Linked DNA regions of Zea mays: region 1 is linked to region 2. Evidence: chromatin contacts called from public Hi-C data. All regions are on one chromosome and are shown on one strand. The core of a region is the stretch at or near the end of the contact, and the rest is flanking DNA. Distances in the headings are between cores, read along the strand shown. Region 1 holds the start of LOC100193441. Region 2 holds the start of LOC100279004 (glutathione S-transferase T1).

The links. A called contact is a pair of places that touch in the nucleus more often than the background predicts.
Region 1: a Hi-C map of tassel shows a contact between it and region 2, with 5 times the contacts expected there. The contact joins the promoter of LOC100193441 here to the promoter of LOC100279004 in region 2. A contact is called at or near these places in 4 of 25 Hi-C or Micro-C datasets (ear, leaf and tassel).

The regions. Positions count from the first base shown.
Region 1 is chr6:44,620,185-44,626,483 of Zm-B73-REFERENCE-NAM-5.0, forward strand. It overlaps LOC100193441, which reads left to right and starts at 2,990. Exons shown (of 2, transcript NM_001138560.1): 1 at 2,990-3,256; 2 at 4,461-5,504. The coding sequence starts at 4,557. The coding sequence ends at 5,129. It overlaps LOC118472177 (a long non-coding RNA gene), which reads left to right and starts at 1,105. Exons shown (of 3, transcript XR_004850118.1): 1 at 1,105-1,160; 2 at 1,371-1,450; 3 at 1,549-2,441.
Region 2 is chr6:44,378,135-44,384,390 of Zm-B73-REFERENCE-NAM-5.0, forward strand. LOC100279004 (glutathione S-transferase T1) reads left to right here and starts at 2,931. Exons shown (of 4, transcript XM_020539918.2): 1 at 2,931-2,974; 2 at 5,393-5,446; 3 at 5,810-6,095; 4 at 6,166-6,256. The coding sequence starts at 2,931.

The sequences.
Region 1 (6,299 bases), core at 1,740-4,239, 240 kb after region 2:
GGTGGAAAATTCGTTGGTGCTGGACGCCCCCAACCCGATGTAGATGCCACGGAAACAATCTCCGAGCCGAGGCGAAGCTCCCCAACCAACTCGTTCCGAGTGGCACACTAATCTCGGTGAAGTTCCACACTTGCCCACACTCAGCAGCAATGGCGGCGACAATTTCTCTATGAAGAGTTGACCTACGAACGCAGGGAAGGGGGGTGTTTGGCTTGACTATATAGACGTGGGGAGGACGCGCGCGTGTGATCCACAGCCGTGCAACAACACAGCGCGTGCTGCGCGGAGTCCGTGGGGCAGACGGGCGCGAGGAAGACGGAGGCCTGACGGCTGGGCCCCACATCCAGCCAGCAAGGAAGCTGCGGAGCGCGCACGGGTGCTCGGTTGTTAGTGGCTGCCAGTGGGTCCGCGCCCGTCAGCGACATCGCGCGCAGTGGAATAGGGAGTGTGGGCTGTGCGGATGGCATCCACTGATGGGCCAGATACGTGGGATTGGGCCCAATATGCCATTCCCTTTTCTTTTATCCTTTTTATTTTCTGTTTTTGTTTTCCTTTTTTTATTTCCAAATCTAAAACTTGAATTCAGATTTCTCCACAAGATTTGTGCTCAAGTTAATCATTCAATTTGAATATATCAATGTGGGGTCCATTTATTTATTTATGGATTTATTTTGGTGTCTCATAATATTTATTTCTTCTTTTCTATTTAAACCCCAAATTCAAATCTAGGGTTTAATCTAAATCTTCTACTCATTATAATATATATATATATATTATCCATGTTACTATTGTTTTAAATGCACAAACAAACAAAAATCCAATGTGATGCAATAGTTTATTTGTGTCTTATTAAGGTTTTACTTTTTTTACATGAGTAGTCACATGTGATGATAAATAGAGATGCACACACATATATAAAGGGAAACAATTGCTCCTTTTATTCTTCCTTACAATTTGGGTATTACAACCTAACACCTTGGAATCGTGTATACTGATAGATTTGCATGTTCTTATCATGTAGCATTGCAAGTAACTAACATGACCATCTTACAATTCACTCCCATGTTTGTCCGTTGGATTGATATTCAGATGCTGCTGCTTTGTTTTCAAGACTCGGTTCAGCTGCTGATAAGTGCAATGCCATCAATAGCCAATGCAAGGTAATCTTTTTTTCTAACTAATAACTGAAATTGCTTATATATTATTCAAAAACTACATGTGTATTAATGAATTGATCATTTTAAAAATTAGCGCATTATATTTGTATCTTTCAGCTTTATCTGTGATCATGTCTTGAAAACAAAATTGCTTAGTCATTTATGTCTTGAACACAAAACTTGTCTGATTCAAAATTTGTTTCTGGCATTCAGGCCTATCTCAGTGCGATCATCATCTATCTTTACACACATGATTTTCAGCAAGCTCAAAAATGCTACAATGACTGCTTAGAGTAAGTTGTACATTGGTGGATTTTGTATAACAATATTTGTGCCATGTGCTATTTTGCCCCCATCAAACCATGAAGAGTAAAGTAAAGTCGTTTAATAGGGTTCAAGCCTTCCTCAATAGCGACCAGAATCGATGTGCAATGAAGCTATTGTCTGCTTATGAGGAAGATGATGCTAAAGAAATCAAACGCATTGCTCAATCAAGTGCCTTCAATCACCTTGACCATGTGGCAAAATCTCAGGTTGGAGAAAAAATCATGGTTAAAGTAGTGTTCATTTCAATCTCCATGTTGTCTGCGTAAGTGTACAACATTTCTGGTATCCACCCCATCCTCATCACACGCAAGTTCATACGTCCCTAATTACATAAATACTATTTTTTGAATGTCAGCTTCAATTTAAATGCAGAGAATGATAGGTCGAAGTAATATCTTTGTGATAATCTGGTTCCAGTTAATGAATTTGTAAGATCTCATATTTGTAGTTTCTAAAAGTTTTGTTCAGCAATCTCTGGTCCTTGCATGAAAAGTGAATTAGCATCAAGTTTTGATCAGTTTTGTGTTTCTCTTACAATGTTTGGAATTGTGATTCTAAAATATAGAGCTTGGGCCCTTGGCAAATAATAGTTTGGTAAGTGCGCAGTCTACAACTTAGCCTTATACTTCTGATTTTGTTTGCATATTGTTTCCGAAATGGGAAAAGAAAGGCCAAAGGTTATCTAATGCAGCAGCCTTATACGAGTCATTCAAAGCTTAGGAAGAAGACTCCAGGAGCAGCTTTAAGAAACAAGAAAGAAATTATCAGTGTCGTGTGCCAGTCATCAGACAACTTTTTTGACCGCCAACTCCAAGCGATCTGACAGATTATTGTATAATTGCGCCGTTGGAATTGTGTCTATGGTCTGTAGCCTGTTCGGCGTGACTCAAAATATAAACCTTTGGATATACATGCAACAGTCTTCAAGCTGTTATGTAGTAGTTCAATTGTTTTGTTCATTATGGCTTATCAAAACAAGATCTAAATTTTATCTGTTATTAAACTTCAGAACATGTGTATATATAGTTGTTTTGGCTAAACATTATCACCATGATTTTATTATACTTCTTTATACTGCTGAGATTGTGCATTTTGCCCGAATTTCAGATAAAACTTCTTGTAGATAACTGTTCTAATCTTGTGAGGATGCTAATATTTATATTTAACATTGTCATTATTTTTAATTTGATGAAAGTGCGTTCTATTTTTATGTTTGCAAGGTATGTAAACATTTCCTTTAGTGATATTAACAAAAATATAGAATAACAATTAGTGTTTTTGTATATCAATACATTTTTATCATATCAATTTCATAGTAACGCACAGACCTATACCTAGTAAATATATATGTTAGCTGGCTCTCTCGTAAGGTTATGATATAAATGGAGCGGATCTGCCCCGCGGGCCGCTGGGGCATGGCCGGGTCGTGGCCCATATAGCGGTATTTGGTTTGGGCCAGGATATTCACATTCGCGTTTGGGGAGCTGGCGAGACCGTGAGGGCGAGGCTGCGCCTGCGCGCGAGCGAGCGGTGGCCGAGGGGCTGTGCGGCGGCGGGCAGCCGGCTGGGGCACTCGCGTAGGTGCATGTAGTACTCGCGCAGCGGCTCAGGCACGCACGGGGCTTGCTTTGGCGGTGCTGCTGCTAGGCGCTCGACGCCGGCGGCTCGTCACCTCGGCGGTGCGCTGGTGCTGGCGTGCTGCTGCTAGGCGCTAGCAGGGGCGCGAGGGTGCTGTGTTGCTGCTCGGCGCCTTAGAGATTGAAGTGACTCAGGTGAGGAACAGAGGATTAAGGTGAGGACTTTGTTTTGTATTGTACATTTGACACATTATGTTTTGTATCGTGTATATTTGTAGTTTTGCCATATTGAAATCGGCCCGGGGCGCTATTAAATCCTAGATCGGCCATAGGGCTTCTTACGCCGTTGTTGATGCTAAGGCGATGCTCTATGGCCAGTGGCTAGGCGAGGCCTGTTGCATCTTGCTCGTGTAAGCAAGCTGTTTGATGTAATACCTCAACGCATCTTCCTATTTGAACTGCATTCAGTTTCTTGCGTACCTGATGCCAGAGTTCATCAAGGGAACTTTGATGATCTTATCTTGCTTGCTAGTTTCATAGCACAAATGGATTTTCAGGCTTTAGATTCCTGCCAGTTTACATGCTCAAATTATTGTACTAAAGGCTGTAGCCATTTTGCTGTGCTCTTGTATTAGCACAATTATCCTTAAAAGATTGTTTTCTCTCCTCCCCCCTCAATCCTGCATTGTTTTGGTAACATGGTGCTACTCCGTTCACAGGTCAGACTAGCTAACATCAGAATGCCTCCTCCTGACCTCCTCCATCTCATCCACCTTCAGCTGCTCTATTTCTGCATTGTTGACGTGAGAGTTGGTCGACAGACTCTGATGCATTTGCCTTGCTATCATTATAGTTGTAGGTATGCAATGCAGACCTGTGGCGGGTCACATATAAAGAAGCAATGTTTTCCTCAATCCAAATATTTTTAGTTCATGTATTCTAAAACATGCCTTAAAATTCGGTACAACTGTTCATAATGGAAGCTGATACTCAGATACACAAGGGTGCTCCCCCCGATTTACTAATAACATAGAAAATACATGTAGTTCTTTCTGCGTCTGACAAGCACAGCTAAAGTTACATATAAACTAGGGACACATCTAATGCTTGGATGGAATTTCTGAGAAGATAGCATGAATCCGAGATATTCATATAGCAGCCAAAGTAACTTTTGAGGACAAATGTGCTTTCTTCCCAAAGGTGAACTTAGCAGTCAGAGCAGCAGCCTGTGGGCTGTTCCAAGGCCATGCATCGTTCAAGCAAGCAGATCATTAGCTAGTTTTGCTGTCATTTTACAGTTTTCGGTTGGCATTATTTTCTTCTCTATTTTATCAGCAGCTTCATCCTGACCTGGGTGCAAAGGGTTTAGTCGCTGGCATACTCACTGATGACATTTTAGTTGCTCCTTTGTTGTCGACAGATTAATTCAGCACGGTGCCCCCTACTAACTTGCTATCAGATCCAAGTCGCTGCAGAAGGGAGCAAACAAAGGGAGATGAAGCTCAGAGTCGTGTGCAGGAAGCTGTATGACTATGTGCGGTATGACCTCAAGGAGATAGCCTTCCCGTCGTCACTGCCGGACCCTCCTCACATCAAGAAGCGGCCCAAGCTCTCATGGCATGAACGCTGGTGCATCCTCAAGGAGGCCACCCGGCTGTACGGCGCGTCATGGGTCCGGGACATCGGCCCTGAGCTGAGGCCCAACGACTACAAGAAGGCAGCCGAGGACGTGGAGGAGCAGTCGTCCAATGGCAGCCACCCCAGCTCTGGTAGTGACAGGAAGGGGAAGGCGAGCAGCGAGCCAACTGTGCTGGAGGACCTCGCTGTCGCCGCTAGGGGTGGCGCAGAGACGCTGAAGCCTGCCCTGCGGCGGATTTACATGGCCCGCGCGTCCACGTACACCGACGCGATGAAGAATTTCGTGGAGACGTACCAGGAGGGGCTCAAGGACCAGCTGCAGGAGAAGGCTCATGGCGGAGAAGGTGGTGGTGGTGGTGGTCGTTATCATCATCAGGAGCAGAAGGAACATGGCAATGAGGATGAGGCATCAAAGCCACCTCCGCCATGACATCATGGTTGTGTTCTGCCAGTGATGGCATCAAGTAGTACTTATTTCAGTTCATCCACCCAAAGTAGAACAAGATGGTTTTGGCTAGCACTGTAGAGTGCAGACCCTGTTGGCACTGCAGTAGGAGTGCTTGAGAAGGATCACCAATTTTGCCCGGTTTATATTTCTACCAAATCTCAATCCGGGTCCTGCCGAACTACTTTACTTGTAAACTTTGGCTGGTGTTGCCTATAATGATGTGTGATCCTCGTTACTCTCCAGCCTGTTCCTACTTGCTGATTGCAATGTGTTTTGCTTGCGCTTCTCTCTCTTTTATCTGTCTTTTGTGTATGTCTTCTTTGCAATCTGTCTACATTGACTTATTGGTCAACTATGAAAAATATGTATGTGCTGGCGTTTTTGTTGTATAATCTGGTACCATGATGTGGATTGTAGTTATGCAATGTGCCTGCTGTCCAGCTGTGTCAATATGGTTAACCTTAGTCCTGCAACTTACATTGTTAGGACTTGTTTAGAAGCAAGAGAATTGGAGGGGATTGAGGGTTAGAATCCTGTTTCTATTTAATTTTGAATAGGAAGGGGATTAGGGGCTAGAATTGTAGCAGAACCGTCTAGATTATTGCAGCTTAAGTGTCGAGTCACGCCTTGTAGGCAGCAACACACTTAAATCGGAATAATCTGTCAGTCCCTCCTATCTAGTCTGATAAAGCCACTTACCAAGGATCGAATACCACTAACTCACTCGAAGGTGAGGCACAGAGAAATACAATAAAGCATAATATCGTAAATTAAGGAAGTATCAGTAGTGATTACATTATCGGAGTTTCAGAAACAGTAACCATAATTTTTAATGCAGCGGAAATAACTAACGGAGAAAATCGAGTAACATGGCGAAGCCTGGCCACACTACTCCTGGTCGTCTCCTGCGGAAGCAGCAACCCACTCGACTTACCCGGTGTGATGAGTCTACTCCTCTACCTCTTGACCATGAAGTTGTTTGGCTGAGTGGTTTGGTCTGCCAAAAGCACTAGCTGAGTCTAAAACAAGTTGTAGCTTTTCAAGTTCTAGAATAATAATTTTAGACTAGATGAGCACCTAACTATCCATACATGGTATCAAACATTATGTCAATCAACATCTTTTGCTAGTATCCTCATTTCCACTTATTAC
Region 2 (6,256 bases), core at 1,681-4,180:
GATTACACTAGCCGTCCTATCACATTACTACTCAGAGGCAACCGGCTAAAACACTCAGCGTACCAAGCCGTCCCTTGCCCACACCCATTGGGGGGGGACGCCCAGGAATTATCAGTATATTTTTCAAAACGGTCACATCCGTGCAGGGCACGCAGTGAATACCTCGAGACAAAAATGAGATATCAACAAGAGTTAGAGGGAAGCCAAATATAGCCAGTACAGTGCAAAATATGGTCGACAGAAATGACTTGAAGACTAGACAGAGAACGTCCATCAAATGTCCAATCAGTCACAGAGCAAATAAATTACACTACCTAGCGAGATATGGATGGATTGCGAACTCGGCTGCAAAAGACAAAATACATGCTGACCTCTGAAGCATAATATTGATGACATAGCGCGGATGACATCATGCCAATTTTTTACAAGCAGAAAGGATAATTTTCAGCAAAAGGACACAGAAGGAAGACCTTCGAGTGGATTATCCTCAAAAATCCACTTGAAGGTCGGGGGCTACACCCATTGGGTGCACCTTCGGTGCACCCCATGGATTATCATTCTAAATCAATATAGTGCCGACCTCTAAGGCGTGGAACAAGATTGGAAAGGTCAATCCTCAACTGAGATGCAGGAACGCGAATGGAGATAATCTTTCGAGAAGACCTTTAAGTAGATTATCTTCTAAAATCTACTCAAAGGTCGGGGGCTACACCCATTGGGTGCACCTCCGGTGCACCCAATGAAGTCCAGAATCTTACAATCCAAAATGCTGATTTCTAAGGCACAGGCACAAAACTAAACTTTGGTCGAACAAGTGATCAGAGCAAGAGAAAACAGCAGGGAGTCATTTTTGGACCTTGGATCTTTGAGTTGATTACCTCCAAATCAACCCAAAGATCGGGGGCTTGTGGGAGATAGATATCCCCCGGGTCCACTAAAAGAGTAAAGGACCTCACGAAAGGCCCAAGGGCCCAATAAATCGTAAGGTCATTCTTTCGTGGGCCTGGGGAGAAACAACCGGCAAAGCAGAACGACATGAGGCTGGATTGGTGCAAACCCGGACGGCCCACAGCGTCGAGCGAATGGCTGCAACAGAGATCCGACTTTCCCGCGCTGGAGTCTCCATGCAACGAAGCCATGCGAGGATAAGTCGGCGAGGGTTACGTAGGGATAATCTCAAGAGGTTCACTATCTTTTAGCTACTTGTTGTTATCTTACCCACGTGTACTGCCCCACGGTCGAGTATATAAGGCCTAGGGGGCACCCCTTCAGAACGATCGACCCTATCCTACTTCGCCACCCACATAAACTCTCTGTGCCTTCAACCCAGAGAGCCCTCTTGTAACCACAGCCGAATTCTCATCAGGACGTAGGGTGTTACGCATCTCTAAGCGGCCCGAACCTGTAAATCTTGTTCACTGTCTCTCGTGCGATCGGCACGAACCATTTTGCTACAGTCGTTGACACCGTCCTACTCCTAGAAAACACCTTGAGGGGCAACCCCGGGTGTGCGGTCGGACCCAAAACACCGACAGCGGCAGTGGATGCAACATTTCAAGTTTTGGAGATGGTATACTGAAGGATGGCATCTACACGCCCGCTTGTTGTGCCAGTTGCTACAAATAAAATGCAAGTAATTGTTGAAGAAGTATGATACGCAACATGTGTTGTAGCTGTTACGAATAACATATTACTCTAACTTCTAGGCCTCTGTTGCTACCTCTAGTGCTTATCTTACTTCTAGGCTCAGAGGTTCACATAGTACTCATCTTTTTGCCTCTGGTGCTTAGCTTGCTACCTCTAGTGCTTAGCCTGCAGCCTCTAATACTCTGCCTGTTGCCTCAACACTTCCCTCTGATACTCCAACTGTTGCCTCAACATTGCAATCTCCATGTCTGTAACACCTGAAATTTTATTTCGGGGTTAAAAAAATCAATGAATAAGACAATCAAAGAGTCTATTAATAATATTTTTGAAGCTACATCTCCTAAAGCAAAATAGGATTTTTAATAAATACCTCACAAAAGTATGCATTCATGATTTTAGTTAATCTTTCTTTTAAATATACATATATTATATATTTATTGATTTATAAGTACCTTTTAAAAGGGATTAAGTTAAACCATATCTTTATAGGAACAATAGAATAGAAATATTATCTTCTCCAAAATAAACTATTTACACGTGAATTGCATAGCTAGAAGCATTTGCTTAAATAAATAAATAGATTGATAAAATATTGTTGCATTCATATTGGAGTTTTGATTGTGCGTTTGGAATTTGTTTGAATTTAAATCTGAATTTGAACTCTAAGAATTAAACTAAAACCAGGAAATATAAAATAAAAAAGGGACAAACCTGCTCGTGGGCCGATTTCCTCACGTCTCGGTCCACCTTACCAGGTCCACACCACGCACTCACGCCCCACTTGGCCCACTTCTCCCCTTCCCTGTTTCTCTTTGACACTGTCGAGTGGGCCCCCTTTGTTGGTTGCCCTGGAACAGCCCGCGTCAGCAGCCCAACCCTCACAATCGCATGTGCATGGTCACTGACGACTGGGACCACCTCACTAGTACCGACTTCTAGCTCGGTTCGTTGCAACCGAACCCGGTGGAGCCGCCGGGGATCTCAGGTCCGTTCACCGGCCAACCCCGCCTACCTTGGACCTGGCCTCAGGAGTATATAAGCAGGACCAAGGTGTCCCTCCATCCATCGACCTCGGGTCACAGTGAGATTTGGGAGAATGTTGTGGTCATCATCGTGAGTAGAGGGGACCATGGGTCCGTCGCCGCAAGCAAATCTTCGATTTTGCCGTTGCCAAGGCTTCAACGACGGCCTGGGTGCTTCACTAGGGAGCGCTAATCGGGGTCAATGCTGTTTCGAGTATGGGAAGCCACAACATGGACGTGAATTGCTCGTCGGAGTAATCTCTCCACCGCCATGCCGCACTGCTTTGTGGGCGGACCAGATCCGGGTATGAACCTTCAACATTTGTTTGAATTCGTGTCCACATGATGTAGTAATGGCCGGTTTCGGTTTTGGTGCTCTGGCGCGTTGGGTTGGAGGGCTCGCCGGAGTGCGCTGCCGCCGTGCTCAGAGTTGGGGGCTAGAGGAGGGTGGATGGCCGTTAGATCATCGATGGACGAGCAGGATCATAAGCTGGAAACCCCTTCGTTTGTGTATTGTGGGTCGTAGATCTCAGGACTATGGTCCCGGACACACACCAGTTTGAGTTAATGAATATCTAATCTGAACCCTCGATCGATCGGGCGACTGCGATTAGAGGATGGCATACCCCTCTAGATGTTTGACTAGTGTCGTTGATCCGGTATCACATGGATGAGATCAGATCATGTCTATTTGTGGCCGGGGCCGTTGATCTAGATCTATGCGGCTACCATTGCTTACTGTTCACAAGGGTTTAGATCTAATCCTAGGCATAGGACTTTGATCCAACGGCTGTGATCACCCAATACCCCTTCGGCCCAGCACTATTGCAAAAGAGCCCCACGGGTTCAGGGTAATCAACCTGCAGTCCATCTTTACATAAAGACCAGTACATATAGGTCCTGAAATTTGTGTTTTCAACCCCGAGCTCTTGAGAAATATTAACTGTAACCACCAATTGGGTTATTGATATAAAATAAAATTTGATAATTGATTTTAAGTATAGGAATAAATCTAATAATCTTAAAAAAAACCCCTATCTCATCCGTTTTTACTCTGATTTGATTCGTTTAAGTTGTGTTAGCTTCGTAATAACATTTTCTACGTAGTAACAACATTAGTTTTATCATAACACATATTCTTTTAATTAGATATTGTTTAATCCATGTTTAGTAGATTAAGCTTGCTAATTAAAGTTAACCTATCTATAATTATAATCTGACTAAATCATGATATCTAATCAAGTGATAACATGTACTAAAGTTGAATTAGTTGTTTCTTCGTAATATTTTTCTCACATGATTTATAACATATGAGATATTATCATTTAATCACCTAAAACTTGAGAAAACTATATCTTCTGAATCATAACTCCGATTTTAGTGGTTCTCGAACCTCCGCTCTCGTAGCATCGCGTCGAATATTTTTACGTTGTTTGTTCTCATGTTTGGTGTACTGTTATTTTTATGTGCTCCTTGTCTATTTGTATGTACTACTACGAATAGCGGTGAGGTCATGAGAATCTAAAGACCAACTTGGTACCTGGGATCTCAAGTGTAAAGCAAGTTATGCCCTTGATCACCTTTCCTTACCTAATAATGCTCATGTTAATCACCATGGTATGCCCAGGTTAATTTGATGGGACCCAATAGGTTTCTCTAGTTTTGTTTACCCCATACCTTGCTGACAAATGAACTATTGGGTAGATTTGCTATTGCTCTACCTAGTTTTGGGAAATTAATGTTATATTATGATGATGTTCCAATTATGTTGTTGTTGTTTTAATTATTGTTCGTGATAAGATCATCATGTTAATTGGAACATGGAGAACCAACCGGGAAAACAGTGCTACCACAAGGGTGGAATGGGATGCCCTTGGCCAAGTACTTAGGAAAGCTAGGGATAGATTACCTTACTCGAAAGGGGCAAGCGGGGAGGCGTCGCTACATAGTATAGGGAGGTTCTCGGTTCAAACTGCTGTGATGGCATTTCGGACGAGGGATTCTTACGCTTCCTTCTTCTTGAATCTACTAGGTGAGTGCCCGTGCGTTGCAACGAAGACATATAATACATAAGTTACCGTGATATTATATGTCCTCGTTGCAACGCATGGGCACTCACCTAGTCGAGTTCTACTCGCGTTGGAACCTACTCAATTAGTGAAGGCATAAGGACAAAACTTCCCAACTGAATTCCATTGTCTTCCTGTTATTTAGACTTCATCCCTTTTCGCCTCCAAGTTATCCATGTTCTCGACAACAGTACACTGCAAGAGACACAGTAAACGCTACTCTGCATGCAAATGACAGCACCTCACAGACTACATGCCAGAAGCATCCATCATCTATTAGTTCCTTTCATCAGCTATGTTGCTGCTGTAAATAATGGTCAAAATCGGAAATTTCTTGCCATAAGAAACCATGCAAGACATATTGTCATCATTAACCAAGCAGGAAAACGTCCGGATCACTCAAAAGGACACAAGTAACAATGCAACTACTTGATTCATGGTTTCTGTTGGATTTGAACTCTAGTCTATCTAACTTGCTTGGGAGTTGGGACTAAAAAGGCTTTGTTGTTATTGTTGTTTTTATTGATATGATTGGGATCATCTAGTTACAATATTATTTTTGTTATACGCAATTATTTTTGTACATGCTTAAACTGTCCAATTTATAGTTGTAATACTTGATGTTTTGTGGTGAAAAAATTGCTTTTGTGGCAGTCATGCGATTTTGAGGTATCTTGCATCGGTTTTCCCTGGAGTTGCTGACCACTGGTGCGTTACATATTAGCACTAAACTTATTTTATTTCCACAAGTGTCGCTTTATCTTTTAGGAATATTATGATTTATTGATCGTCGTTGTGTATACAATATTAATGGCATTTAATGTAGATGTGGCAATTTTATGTGTAACAAGCACTTCATCTTTGTTGATCGTTCAAGTTAAATCCGAGTATGGTAATTAATTAGTAATATTTTGGATTAGATACCACCATGGTTTTTGTGCTGTTCCTAAGTTGCCTAGGGACCCAGCAGCTCAACTCTGCAACATCTTGCCAGCAGCTTAACTCTTTAGGAAGGGACTAACACCCTGCAATGGTAGAGAATGCTATTTTCTGATTTAATTTATGATATAGGTATCCTGCTGACTTGTTCACCAGAGCCAAAATTGAGTCAATCTTGGATTGGCATCACTCAAATTTGCGGCGTGGTGCAGCAACCCTTGTAATGCACACTGCATTGGCTCCCTTCCTTGGTCTTACGACAAGTCATGAGGCTGTGAAACAAGCAGAGAAGCTTGTGATGCAGTCACTGGGGGTGATCGAATCGGTATGGCTGAAAGGCGATGCCAAGTTCTTGCTAGGTAGCCCCCAGCCATCGATTGCAGATCTGAGCCTTGTCTGTGAGATAATGCAGTTGGAGGTATGCATGCTTACTGCTTGCTGCTGCTGCTATCCAGATCCAGCGATGATGAGCCCTTGTATGTTTGCAGATCTTTGGCGATGAGGTCCGTGACCGATTCCTGGGAGCTCATGAGAGGATCCTTGTCTGGATGGACAAGGTGAAGAAAGCCACGAGCCCTC